2 separate regions of the Pan troglodytes genome follow, and region 2 is linked to region 1. The links are chromatin contacts, called in public Hi-C maps. All regions are on one chromosome and are shown on one strand. Each heading gives the region's core, a stretch centred on a gene start, on an enhancer-like site or on the middle of the called end of the contact. The rest is flanking DNA. Distances are from core to core; before and after follow the strand shown. Region 1 overlaps ADAMTSL4 (ADAMTS like 4). Region 2 holds the start of RPRD2 (regulation of nuclear pre-mRNA domain containing 2).

What was found. A called contact is a pair of places that touch in the nucleus more often than the background predicts.
Region 2: a contact with region 1 is called in a Hi-C map of stem cell-derived neural progenitor cells, with 2.3 times the contacts expected there. The contact joins the promoter of RPRD2 here to the enhancer-like site in region 1. A contact is called at or near these places in 1 of 7 Hi-C or Micro-C datasets (stem cell-derived neural progenitor cells) and 1 of 1 datasets of contacts at active chromatin or transcription factors (stem cell-derived excitatory neurons).

Annotation. Positions count from the first base shown.
Region 1 is chr1:98,658,019-98,661,816 of NHGRI_mPanTro3-v2.0_pri, forward strand. It overlaps ADAMTSL4 (ADAMTS like 4), which reads right to left. Exons shown (of 19, transcript XM_009430718.5): 18 at 3,379-3,798. Among named protein-coding and RNA genes, the nearest start is that of ADAMTSL4, 13 kb to the right of the region's middle. Within about 2 kb of position 2,158, at least 18 of the 24 cell types and tissues checked have an H3K27ac peak or open chromatin away from gene starts, as enhancers often do. A contact at or near this core is called in stem cell-derived excitatory neurons and stem cell-derived neural progenitor cells, where this site is marked.
Region 2 is chr1:98,856,004-98,859,801 of NHGRI_mPanTro3-v2.0_pri, forward strand. RPRD2 (regulation of nuclear pre-mRNA domain containing 2) reads right to left here and starts at 2,047. Exons shown (of 9, transcript XM_054670502.2): 1 at 826-2,047. The coding sequence starts at 1,030.

The DNA.
Region 1 (3,798 bases), core at 908-3,407:
GCTGCTACAGTAGAGAAGCTGCAACAGAGATGATAGGGCCTGCAAAGCCTAACATATTTATCATCTACTTCTGTAGAGAAAAAGTTTGCCCAACCCTCTACTAAAGCTAAAGAGGAGTCTCATTTTGTGATGAAAGAGGCAGGCAACCAATAGTCAACAGTAAGGAGGAGAGGAATGTAGCGATGGGAGAGAGGAAGGGTGACCTTGTTCCAGGGGAGATGATCTCTGCCTGTCTCATCAAGGGGAGGGCCTTTTAGCCTAGGGATCCCAGGGGTACAGTCTGCTCCTTTTTTTATAATCCCACCCTCTTTCCCCCAGTTTCTTTTCCTTTTCACTCAAAGTTCAGTGGAGCTATCTCAAGAGATTCAGGTAAGGCTCAGAAGAGTACAGCACACAAACATGCCGACCCAACCTAGCCTTCCTCCCCCAGCACAGGGCTCTTCCCAGGCCTCTCAGCACAGCTCTCCAGTGCTCACAGGAGAAATGCTCTGCTCTGGCCAGCTTCCAGCCAACTCTGCACCTCCCCTTCAGCTGGCAGAGCTGATGGCTCCCTGGCATCTGACTGCCATATCTCGTGCATACCTTGTTTTGGACTAATCTTATACATTCCTCCCTCAAATCCTTTCTTCCTTCAGACTCAGCCTTGAAACACCCTCTTCTTGAGTTTTCCCAGTCTCCTAGGTCAGGAAGCCCAAAAGTCAGATTCAGGGTTTATGCTGGCTACTTTGAGGTTAACCCAAACTTTTTCTGTCTCTTGTTGACAGACTTAGACTTAGGTACTTTCCTGAGGCTTTCTACTTCCTTTAGACGGTGTCTCTGCCCTTTAAAGCTGACAGCTCTTCATCACCTACCTGTGGCAAACCACCTCTACTTGAAACACACACCTCCCCAAACCATAATTTCTACGGTAGCATGATTCTCCATGGTTCAAAGAGAGGAGAGGGCTTCCTGGGTCAGTTTACTCTGGTGGGGAAGATGCTAACATGAAGTCTCTATTTGTAAACCTGGGGACAAGGGGAGAGCAAGGAATGAGAGAGGGTCTGGCTGGAGAGAATCTGGAGGGAGGCTCTCCTGGCATCTTGTTCTCTCTACACCCCCCCACCCTCCATGTCCATCTAGAGTCTTCCACCAGAGCTCTTTTCTTACAGGTTTCCTGGGAGAAGGTGGCTTAAGGCTGAGACACTTATGCCCTGGGCCAGCCACTGGATTCCTGTGCTCTGCTTCACTCCTAGTTACCAGAAAGGTGGAATCTGGATGAGTGGAGGTGAGGAGAAGGTTCAAACTCTCCACCAGACCCACGCTGCAGCTGTGAGCACCTGCTTACAGGGAGGCCTGGGGGTTGGGGAAGTCCAGGAGCTAAATTTAGTCCAAAAGCTGCAACTTAAATTGGGTGGGTATTTACCCTGGGGAAGCTGGGAGGGGGAGGGGAGAGGAATCCTGACCCAGCTGAACTTGTGAGAGCACAGATCACCCCTAGTGTCACTGATACTCAAACCACAACCCCCTCCCCCAGCACACCCTCAGAAAGGAGGCATCCTCAACAATTTGCAGGCCTTTTGCATGCTTGATCTCTCTTGTGCATATCAAGTTTGTTCTTATCACCACCCCACCCTCATCTCAATTCTCAGGGGTCCAGTTCCTCTGAGTCCTTCCCTAAATTCCCACTACTGCACCAAACCCAGGGGCCCTCCCCACATTCCTCTGCCCTCAGGCTGCAGCTTCTGCTCTCCCAAGTCCCTCCAGAGGGTTTCAGAGGTCAGCGAACAGGTGTCTGGCCACACTACTCCCCTCTACGGGGCCAAGAAAAGGGATTGCTTGGGGTCGGGTTCCCTTTCCTGAGAACTTCCACATTGACCCCATAATGACCTCAGTGACCAGAGGAAGGAATCCTTAGGGGCTGCACTGAGTCCTAGCTCTAAAATAAGAGGGGAAAGGGAGCAGACCCCCAGATGAGAGCCCACCTCCTGAGAGGTCAGAGGCTGGAGGCCGAGAGGGAGCTCATGGGCGGGCAGAAAGAGAAATGGGGTGCTGAAGCCGGGGAGCCCTGCGAGGGGCTGCGACCGCACCTCCACCTGCGATTGGTTCTCAGGCTCAGGGCAAACGCCAAACCTGCCCAGCAACAGCCCTGAGCAGAGGGAGGGGAGCTTCGGGGAAGTCAGCTGAGCCGGCACCGCCCAGCTCTGGGCTTCCAGGAATCGCTGGGAGGGCCCCAGCCTCCACCCCACCCCTCCCTGGGTCTCAGGACTCTGCCTTCGGCCTTCTATACCGACTGGGCGGGCTCGGATCCCGTTTCCCTGGCCCCCCACATCTGTGATTCCCTGCTGAGGCCTCTTTAGGCTCAGCAGAGACGTTGGAACTGGGCTTTCCTTGTGGCCCCCTTTCCTCGCTCCCTGCCCTGGGCTGACGTCAGTTTTATCTTCCTTCTCCATTCCCTTTTGCCTCCTTCCCCACTCGCTCTCCTCTTAAGATGTCCAAATTCTTCCTTCTCGGCCACTTTCAACCCAGAGAAAGCCCGAGTCCCAAAGCAACAGGAAGATGTGCGGGGGACCGCGAGTGTGGGGACATCCTGCCGCCTCGGGCAACTCTGTCGTCCCCCACAGGGTTCAGGTGCTCAGAAAACAGCAGCCACTGAGTTCACTGTTTCCGCAGGCCCCGTATTCCCGGCCGTGCTCAGCTGGGCTTGTGGAGTCGCGAGCGGGGGCGCTCCTGCGGCACCGCCCCTCCTGGGCAGCCCGGCTTCCAGGAGAGACTCGGCCTCAGTCTCCGAATGGCAGGGGTCTGGGAGAGGATGTGATGGCAAAGCCCTGCCCCTCTCAGGCCGCCTCTAGCAAGTTCTCTACCTTGAGAGAAGCGAGTAGGAGGAGGAAGGAGGCCAGGCTGAGCCATCTCTAAGGAATGTGGCTTTGGCAGGACATCCAGTGCTGCCCCGCTCCTCCCTCAGCCCCGCCCAGGGCCCCGGAGCCGGGCCGGGCTCCTCCTCCTCCAGGGGAAGGGCTCGGGGCAGGAATCCCTTCCCTTTCCCCACCCCAGGAGAAGCCCCAGAGCGTAGGGAAATGCGTACGGCAGAAAGAGAGACAGAAGGCAGGGCTAGAGAAAGGGAACAGGAAAAAAGAGCTTCGACAAGCCAACTGCCCTTCGCTCAGGCCCCAGCGGAAAGGCGCAGATACCCGGAGACTTCCCAGAGAGACTCGACCCACCAAAAAGCGCACCGCGGCCGCGCAGCCCTTCCTTCAGCTCTGGAACCCAGCGCCCCACACCTAAAATGGGAGAACTGGTGACCTCTAGTGGCCCATGACCAGCCTGCAGGGCCTGGGGCTGGCGGGGATTCTCTGACCCAAACTCTCCTGGGCTCTAATGCTGTTCCCCTGCCCACCCTACCTTCTGCCTTCACACTGCTGAGGGGTCCGTAGCCGACAAGGAAGAGCTCATTTCTCATTTGTCATGACCATCTTTAATAAAAAATAAATTAGTTCTGGGTGGGAACCATATCAGGAGGCAGGGAGTGGGGCTAGGGGCTGGGCGGGGTTGGGGGGGGAGCGCATGCTCACATTTCTCTTTTTCACCCTCTGCCCAGCTGGGCCTTGCTCTGGAGAGGCAGTCTCTTTCCTCCTGCCTTCCTGGGTAAGGCAGGATTGGCAGTGGCTGACCCCAGCCCTAGCTAATTAGGGAGGCAGGGGCAGAGATACTAGGCAAATGAGAAGGGGTCAGAGACACAGGGCAGCTTAGAAGATGTGAGGTCTGAACATGAGAAATGAGGCTTAGGGCACAAAACTGGAGTTGGTGGGGAGACCACACTCT
Region 2 (3,798 bases), core at 797-3,296, 200 kb after region 1:
CATGGTGGCGGGCGCCTGTAATCCCGACTACTCGCAAGGCTGAGACAGGAGAATCGCTTGAACCCGGGAGGTGGAGGTTGCAGTGAGCCGAGATCGCGCCACTGCACTCCAGCCTGGGCGACAAGAGCAAAACTCCGTCTCAAAAAAAAAAGAGGAACTGGACACGCTTTATATTTGAAGGTATTAACGATGATACTGACTACTGTATCGCAGTTGTTTCTGGTCAGTATCCAAGAAACCTGTATTTTATTGCAGCAAACACAGGTACAGGGAAAACCCGGTGGTGCCTCAGATCTATGTAGAGCTCATGCTGCTTCTTAACATTCATCCAGGTAAGGCTCTCCTTACTACATATCACAAGTTTTAGAAACATTCATCCAGACAAGGCACTCCTCATTAAACATCACTGGATTTACTACTGCTTAAAACCACAGCTCGCCTACCATCAGGAAAGCCAGAAATCATTAACACGTCAAGGCCTGTAAGAAATAAACAGACGCTACAATTTCCGCGAAGGTTCGGAAAAATCAATACACCTTACAAGGCTCTGAAATATTAAAAACAATATACGTAAATCTCCATGGATCTGGGCCCAACGGCCCAAGGTCACAACAATTCAATGGCTAAAAAACCCAAGAAATGAGTCTCCTGCAATTCAGGACAATCCTGGCTAGGAATGGAGTCTGGGTTTGGGACCACTGGGGTCGAACCTTTAATGTGAACAACCCCAACCAAATGCTGCGGCTCCGTGGGAAAACCCCAAGCGTTTCAGGCCACACTTCCATTTCCCCAGTCTTCCCTTCCCTAGTCACCCCCAACACTCACATCTCCGGAGCCACTTCATCCAATGATAGACGATAGTACTGTGGTGTTTTTTGTTCTCTATACACCAAGACGACAAGCCTTGAATGGACTCCATGGTGTTGGTTACCGACTGGAATTTTCGATCCAACGAGGACTCCAGAGCCCCTGCCGAAGAGGCCGACGAGGAGGAGGCCTTACTGCTGCCTCCGCCGCCGCCGGCCGCCATCTTCCCGGTTTGCACAAGCGCTGCTGCTCCTCTGGCGGCGGCGGCGGCGGCGGCGGGAGCGGGCAAAACAATCACTGCGAGTGCGTGAAAGCCGTAGGTGGGGAGGGAGGCTAGGGGGTGGGGATGGTGCACGCGCTGGGCTCTTCTGGAGGTACGGACGGGAACACCAGCTGCTGGGCACGCTGGCAGCTCCTACACGCTGCAAGGAGGGGCTGCGGGTCTCGGAGGTTTTATCAATATTGTTCAAGGGGTCGTGTTTAAACCAGTCAGTAATCACGGAAAAATTACGCAGAAAACAGGACCTGCAAAGCCTTTCAAAACGCCTGACGCCGAAACTAATCGTTTTATACTTTTCGGCTCTCAATGCTAAGGCCCTTCCCCGCCCCTGTTCCCACACTCCTGTGAGCCAGGTCGGGCGTTAATATCTTAAATGTAATACTACCCGACTGCCCCTTCAGTTGCAGAAATCTTTCTTTCCTTTAGACTCGCTAGCACAGAAAAGGTCCAAGGCTACCTAGTCAGGATTTTTTTTGCAACGCAATAGCAGCAAAGGGGCAGCAACAGTATCGCGCACGCGCCACTTGGCCCCACCCCCCCTACCCCTGCTTCCTTCTCAACCTTGAAAGCAGAGGGAGGCGTGATGGCGGGGCAACCTGACCAATCAGGAGTGGAGAACCACAAGCGCGCGCAGGAGCTCTGAAGCCCCCAGGGCCCAGGAGGAGCTACGATTATTTTTGCGCCTGCGCAGAAGATCAGCGTGTAACGGGATGGAAGGAAAAACTGGGAGGGATGGGTGAGGGAGTTGGTATAACTAAGGTTAGCCGGATGGGGGGGTTCCCCTGCCCCGCCCTTTGCTGCTTTTGGCCGCGCTCTTGGGTGTGTTCAGCTCACACAACAGAGACAGAAAATTCCCACCACTGAGACCACTGTTAGTCTTCAGGGGCTGCAGCCATCGCCCCCAACTCCTCGGAGCAGCAACGCGCGACAAAATGGCTGGCAGCCATCTTGCAGCACCACAAAAGATGCGCATGCGCCAGATCCAGTGAGCCATTCACTACGCAGACTCCGACACCAAACCGTATTTCTTGCTGCCCATGGAAGATAACATTCACAGCCGCTTGACCGTTTAGGTTACAGGGAAAGGAAATAAATGAGGAAGTTAAAGGAAATTTTCCTCATAAAATTTTTCGAGGCGAAAAAAGAATGGCAAGATGTGACCTCATTTTCGCCAGCTATGATACAATCTTAAAATTGCATAATACATTACAGTTTTCAAGAGTCTTACATAACTATTATATGAACCTTATAGGAACCATTTTATCGCAGGTATCTATGTAAATCCTCTGAGCTAATTTAAAGGCTCCTGTGTTCCCACTAAACATATACAGTTTTATTTTAATTCTTTTAACGTCTCCTCACTGCGGCCATGCCTCTTGAGGCAGGGAACCTGTTTTGTCAAGTTCATGTCCACTATTCATTAATTCAACGAGTTGTTGAACCTCTTGTGCCAAGTACTGTTTTAGATCATGGGGAGCAAAACAGACAAAAATCCGTTCCCTCCGGGATTTAGTGGCAGGACACCACCAACAAGTACATTTCAGACAGTATTAAATTCTGTAAAAAGGTGAAGCAGGGTAAGGGAGAAAGGGGTGTGTGTGTGCGCGCGCGTGTGTGTACGTGTGCACGGCACGCACGCGCCAGTATAAGAATGGTGGTATGGTGAACCAGGAAGTCTTCTCGAAAGAAATAACTCGATCTGAACACTGAGAAAAAAGCAACCAAGCAGATAATGCGAGACGGGGAGCGGAACATGCTGGCATTAGGAACAGCAAGTGCAAAGGCTCTAAAACACAGTCTCGCTCTGTCCCTGCCAAGGCTAGAGTGCAGTGGCACTATCATATCGCACAGCAGCCTCAATCCCCCAGACTCAAGTGGTCCTCCTGCCTCAGCAGCTCAAGTAGCTGGGACTACAGGCCTGCACCACCACACCTAGCTAAAAAAACAAAACAAAACAAAACAACAACAACATTTTTTTGAGAGGGGGAGTCTCCCTATGTTGCCCAGGCTGGTCTCAAACTCCTAGCCTCAAGCAGTCCTCCTGCTTTCAGCCTCCCGAAGTGCTGGGATTATAAGCTCAAGCCACCATGCCTGGTCGTGACCCCACATTTTTTTTTTTTCTGTAACTCTAGCCAAAGACCCACTTTTTTATAGACTATTTTTGAGCAGTTTTAGATTCACGGCAATTGTGTGGAAAGCACAAGGAATTCCATATACCACCTGCCCCCACACATGAATACCCTCCCCCATTATCAATGTCACGCACCAGAACGATACATCTGTTACAACTGACAAACCTACACTGACACATTATCACCCAAAGCCCATAGTTTACATTAGGGTTCGCTCTTGGTGTTATACCTTGAGTTTGGACAAATGTGCATGTATCCACCATTACAGTATCATACAGAGCAGTATCACTGCTCTAAAAACCTCTGTGTTCCACCTATTCATCCTTCCCTCCCCCTTATTCCCCTGGCGACTACTAATCTTTTTACTGTCTTCATAGTTTTGCCTTTTCCCGAATGTCATATAGGTGAAATCATTCAGTATGTAGCCTTTTCAGACTGGCTTTTTTCACTTAATAATATGCATTTCAGGCGGGGCACGGTGGCTCATGCCTGTAATCCCAGCACTTTGGGAGGCCGAGGTGGGTGGATCACGAGGTCAGGAGTTCGAGACCAGCCTGGCCAACATAGTGAAACCCCCGT